2 separate regions of the Dromaius novaehollandiae genome follow, and region 1 is linked to region 2. A link is a contact called in public Hi-C data. All regions are on one chromosome and are shown on one strand. Each heading gives the region's core, a stretch centred on a gene start, on an enhancer-like site or on the middle of the called end of the contact. The rest is flanking DNA. Distances are from core to core; before and after follow the strand shown. Region 1 has its middle 28 kb from the start of CHD2. Region 2 overlaps CHD2 (chromodomain helicase DNA binding protein 2).

The links. A called contact is a pair of places that touch in the nucleus more often than the background predicts.
Region 1: a Hi-C map of brain shows a contact between it and region 2, with 2.8 times the contacts expected there. The contact joins two enhancer-like sites. A contact is called at or near these places in 3 of 4 Hi-C or Micro-C datasets (brain, liver and ovary).

The regions. Positions count from the first base shown.
Region 1 is chr10:7,370,726-7,373,425 of bDroNov1.hap1, forward strand. No RefSeq gene overlaps it. Among named protein-coding and RNA genes, the nearest start is that of CHD2, 28 kb to the left of the region's middle. Within about 2 kb of position 1,361, at least 2 of the 2 cell types and tissues checked have open chromatin away from gene starts, as enhancers often do.
Region 2 is chr10:7,334,333-7,337,032 of bDroNov1.hap1, forward strand. The region is part of intron 2 of CHD2 (chromodomain helicase DNA binding protein 2); the gene reads right to left. Among named protein-coding and RNA genes, the nearest start is that of CHD2, 8.5 kb to the right of the region's middle. Within about 2 kb of position 1,404, at least 2 of the 2 cell types and tissues checked have open chromatin away from gene starts, as enhancers often do.

The DNA.
Region 1 (2,700 bases), core at 111-2,610, 36 kb after region 2:
ACTCCCAAACACCAGCATTAATGTTCCCTCTCCCACCTCTCAGAGACTTGTTAAATAAATGAGCCTTATAATGTACTTTGAAAGCAAAAGAGCCAAAAGAGCGGAGAAAGTAAATTCCAGCACTGAAGACCCTTAACAAAAATGCCCAGTAACACTTGCTGGGAATTTGATACTGAAGGGGATTCAGTCTGACTCCTGCTCCTAGCAATCTGTATGTTCTCACTTGATCAAATGAACGGTTCTGTGGTACTAGAGAGAAAGCGATCCGAGATCTTAGATCAAAACTAATACCTTGAATTCCACCTGGAAGTCAAGGCAGCCACCGCAAGCTAAAAAACATTGGTATTTTGCGTGCCTGGATCAGTCAGCCACTTTCTTCTACTAGAACCAAATACTCTGCTTAAAAACATACCTAATCCTCAACTGAAAAACTACATTTTCTCTGAACATCTCGGCTATGGTTTTATCTATGTTAAACTGGGTGCGCAGCCACGTTAAAACGCTGTTTATCTTAACCATGGACTTAGTGATATTTCTGGAGTCAAGTAACACCTTAAACATTTTCCAAGTCTCCTGGAGACAGACTTGATTTCAACCTCCCTGGGAGAACTTAGCCCCTTTTCCTCATTTTCTTTCTTGTCCTTGTTGCTGTTTTACCTTAGGATTAAAATAAAAGCCTTTGGACTGAAAGAGGGTGAAGGAGGAGCAACCTCTCGATTAAAACTAAGAGGGAACACTTAAAATAGAAACTTCCGTGACTGCAACATGTCTCTCTGCTGCGTTAGTTCTGTTTCACAAAATGGCGACTGCCTCTACAGACAGCTGCCTAAAAACGCTCGCACCCCAGGGAAAGCAGAAACGCAACTTGATTTTTTTTCGTTTCCCTTTGCCTTCATTTTTCCTCTCCTTGCATTCAGCCTCAGGGAAGCTCGACAGAGAGCCCTCTCCAAGCCATAACCTGACAAAGCCAGCAACAACAAGGGGCATGCAGGGCTCTCCTCCTCGCATGCTGTCCAGCCTTTCACATCTGCCTCAGAGGCTGCAGCTTTTGGGAAACACCCAAATTCTTCCACACCCGGTGATTTTGAAGTCCTGCGGAGCGTGGTGACTCGGTGTGGGCAGCGCAGCGCTAGCACACAGCGGCAGCAGGGCTCGTGCTACGACGCCATGTACAGGGATCGCTCGGAAAATATATCTGCTGATTCAGTGGGTATCGCTGCGATCTTGCGTTCTAGAATTTTCTCCCTCTAGTTCCCAAATATAAAGGGACTTTTGTGCTAAACCCTGAGCTGCAGTACTGACGGGATCGGTATAGCGCACCATGTGGTATTCGGTTTCTCGCTACAGTACATGTTTTTATAATGATGGGGGAAGGGAAGCTGCTCTTAAACAGCATGCCAATAATCTGTTGCAAAGGACTGGAGCTCTCAGAGCCAATTAGTCCTGAAGTTAACCATTTAATTGCTGGAAAACTCGAGTCACAAGCACAGACTCGGTAAGAATAGGGACAGAAAAGACTGGCTATCTAGTGCCTCTTGCTCTCACTGCAGATTTGTTCACTGATGTTTTTCCACACTTTTGTTTAAAGTATTTTTATTATTCAATATTAAAACTGACCACTGGAACTCTTTTGATAAATTAACTTGGGTCAGTGTGCAAAGGCAGGACAGCTAGCTCCAGAAGGAATGCACACTTCCAACAAAGGCTGCATGTGTTTTAGGATCTATCCCAGCTTGTGGTGGAACCTGTGAAAGCCACCTTCGGGAGAAATATTTTCAGTAAGAAGTTTGGGTGGGTACAAGTCAATACCACGCTCCCTTTTCCTGGGAATGAGAAGCTGGTGCAGACCACCACAAGGGTGGGAACAGGCAGGGTGCTGCCATGGCAGAGGGAACCGGGAACTGGGCTCTGGACTGCTCCACTATGTCCTGCCTGCAGCCTCTCCTGGCAGGGCTGCTACAGCATCTCCGTTACCAGGTTAAAATGCACATGTGGTAAACCCTAAGAAAGTGATGGCATGGTCCATCTCCCTCCAAACATGTACATCTTCATAATCCTTGGACTGCACCCAGGCACAAAGGTGTACTTCAGACCTTCCTGCACCAGTTTTGATGTTCTGACCTCTTAACTGCATTAGAGTAAGGGGAAAAAAATAGTTCTTTTCTATATTCCACAGTTTAATTCATCCTAAATGTTTAAGGCCTGAGGCAGGCCAGATCATGGCTTGTGCACTGCTGAACAAGACGATGCATTGGGAATTCCCCTTCTTTGGTCCCTTTTTTACAGGGACCAGTCTTGATATGGTCAGGGAGTACAGACAAATGGGGTCCTAAAGCAGAGCAACAGAAGCAGGCTCCCACTCAACACGGCAGGCTGGTAAGCCCATTTTTGTATTCCATGATGTACAAGAGGATGTTGAATCACACTTTCATGGAAGCCAGCAAGATCAGCAGAGTGTTTATATGGAACGATGAAGTGCTCTAACATACCCAAAGCAGGCTCTCCACCCGGGCTCATCAGCCCTAGCAAGAAGCAGAGTTTATTAGCTTGGGGAAAAGACCATACTAGTGCTGCAGGACTACTTCCAGCCCTGATCAAGCACTGGAATGCACAGGAAGGACATATTCCTACAACACTAGCTTCTCTCAAGGATGAAAATGAGATCAAATCTCCCTCCTTGCCATGGATAAGGTACAGCAC
Region 2 (2,700 bases), core at 154-2,653:
TAATACACAGACAACACAGGAATGAGAACTCCATTGGAGCTTCTGGGCTTGTACGAGAGCTAAGTGAATGGTACAAACTGTGATACAGAAGACAATTTCATTCCCAGTTTTCTGAGCTTTCTACTTTATCCCGAAAGTCCATTAAAAAGAGTAACTGGTGCTTGCCAGTCTCCTAAGGCAAATATTTTCTTGGTGGTAATAGTTGAGAAGGCTAAGTTAATGAAAGAGCTTTCCCTAGCTTATTTCCTGTAGGCAAAATGGAAATGGAGGAAGGGAGGGGAGAAAAAAAAAAATCTTGCTCTTCTACCTAGCAGTACCCTTACACCCTATGCATTTCTAGCTTTGCATTAATGAGCTGGCTCAAAATAGGAATTTAAGAAACTAGAACACGCTAGACACAGACAGACTCTTCATGCAGTTTAGAAGCAAGCCTCAAACTCTGAACGTGTATTTGGCCAAATGTGGGCTGGCTGACAGGGGGCAGAAATGGTCCCCAGGATTATAAGGTTGCTCCTGCCAGATATCCAACATGCCCTTCAAAGGACAGAGATTAAAAGGGGCAGGCAGAGACAGCAAAATATTTCCCCAACCTCGTTTTCTGTGATAGGTAACTTTTTTTTTCTCTGAAATTGGCAAATGAAGAGAGAGTTACCATGGAGAACATACACGTTTTCCACCCAAGATTACAAACTCTGCTTGCAAATTGTGTGTGTTAATTACATTTATACAGCAACAGAAACAGTAGAGCCACGGTGCTACTGTAACAAACAAGGGATTAGGCACTCAGCAGGTATCCTATCTAAATAACCATCTGAATTGGTTTGTGCCAGTTTCAAGTCAAACTCAAAGGACTGGAAGGGGAGGAGGTGGAGGGAAATTTGCACAGATATTCTGGCCAACATCACTGCTGTCCCCAGCGTAGAATTCCTAAATTCCAAAAGCAGAGTAAATCCTGAGCATAGAGTGAGCTAAATATATCCTTCACTGCTCTGCTGCAGCTCCCTGTAAAGCACACTGGCCTATCTTGAATGACAAGCATTTTCCAAGTTTTTTTTCCACTACAAAGACACCACACTATGCTTGCATAATAAAGCAAAACTAGCAGTTCATTCAAGATTGGGAGAGCGGGCTCTCTCACTCTCTGATCTTTGAGCCAGAGGCTGAAAATGCCTGGGATGTTTAGCAGGAGAAGGAAAAAAGAAATAAAAGAAATCCAGCACAGTGACAAAAGGAGTCAAAACCTGTCTGCTTGATTAAGGAGTGCCATTGAGAAGCTCCAAAGGCAGCACCCTTTCCCTTCCCTCCCAGTGAAAGGAAAGTACAATTGCAGTTCTCAGGACTTTGAAAAGAGCAGATCTCTCTCTCCCCAGGAATGTGGCCATGTGTTACAACGCTTTACATTCACAAACCGCTGCAGGACGACTCAGGCTTGCTCCTGCTGCTGTTCCCACTCAGGCAGCACCCACTGCTGAGAACATCCTAATAACCGCATAAAGAAAGGAGCATGTCCACACTTTGGAGGAGAATAGCACACACATTTCCGTAAGGCTGAGATAACGGGGCAGGGATTAATTCACCATGCCCCTCATCCATTCCAACTACAGCCTCTGCTTTGTCACATGGGAGCACAGCCAGGCTACAGCTCCACGGCCAGCACAAAGGGAACTCTGTACACAGTCAGCACCAGATTTCTTGTAAAGAACAAGTAGATGCTTCAGGGAGAGACTGGACTGCACTCATGAGCTAGGTTTAACTTAGCACAGAAAGAGTTTTTCCCTCTCTTTTAACATTTGCAAATTTCTTCTGAGATTTAACAGTTAAATTAAAGAAACACAGTAACATGGAAATTTGGGACCTACAATCATTAACAAAACACAAAGATAGACAAATTCCTTCCTGCTTCCAAATTACCTGAAATTCAGAAGAAGGGAACTTGACCTGGCCAGAGGATTTTATGCCAAGTGACTGTTAAAACCTGTTTTTAAACAACAGATCTAAGATTGATCATTAAGCCTTCATTCTATAGACATCACATTGCATTCAAAGCCCTGCAACTGGCATCAGCTCTGTAGTTCCTCACCAGGAAAGAGTCTAAATGGTTTCTGTAATTAATATATTAGCAATTATATTAAGCCATCCATACCTAGCAATAAAACCTGTGAGAAACCTAATTAATTACATCTTTAAGGAACTAGGTGAGCTGGAATGAGCATATTCTTCACGTTGCAACAGACCTGTTTATGGCTGGGGTAAAGGTTCATGAGCAATAAAGCATTCAGTATCGCTGCTGTGAAGTATTCAGCACTTGGCAAATATACTTCACAGAAGCCCTGCCAAGATGAAATCCCATGTGAGAAGTTACCAGCACAACACCAGAAGGGAATCCAAGTTTTTTTGTTTTTTTTTTAAACCTTACAGGCCAAGACCAGAAGAACACACATGCTATAATGTGGATGATCTCAACCACAGGTAAGTACTAAAGCAACTCATATACTGAAAATTATAATTTAGCAGCAGTGCTGCACAAGCAGTGATGTAATAAAAGCTACTGCACATTTGGAAAGACTCAGCCATATTTTGCTGCTTATAGATCCTAAAGACACTCCCTGCTCCAAGAAAAGGAGACTTTAACAGCATGACATCTACAAAAGCTTCACCACAAGTCACTAAAGACATGAGTTTTTCATCTAGTCTCTTTTG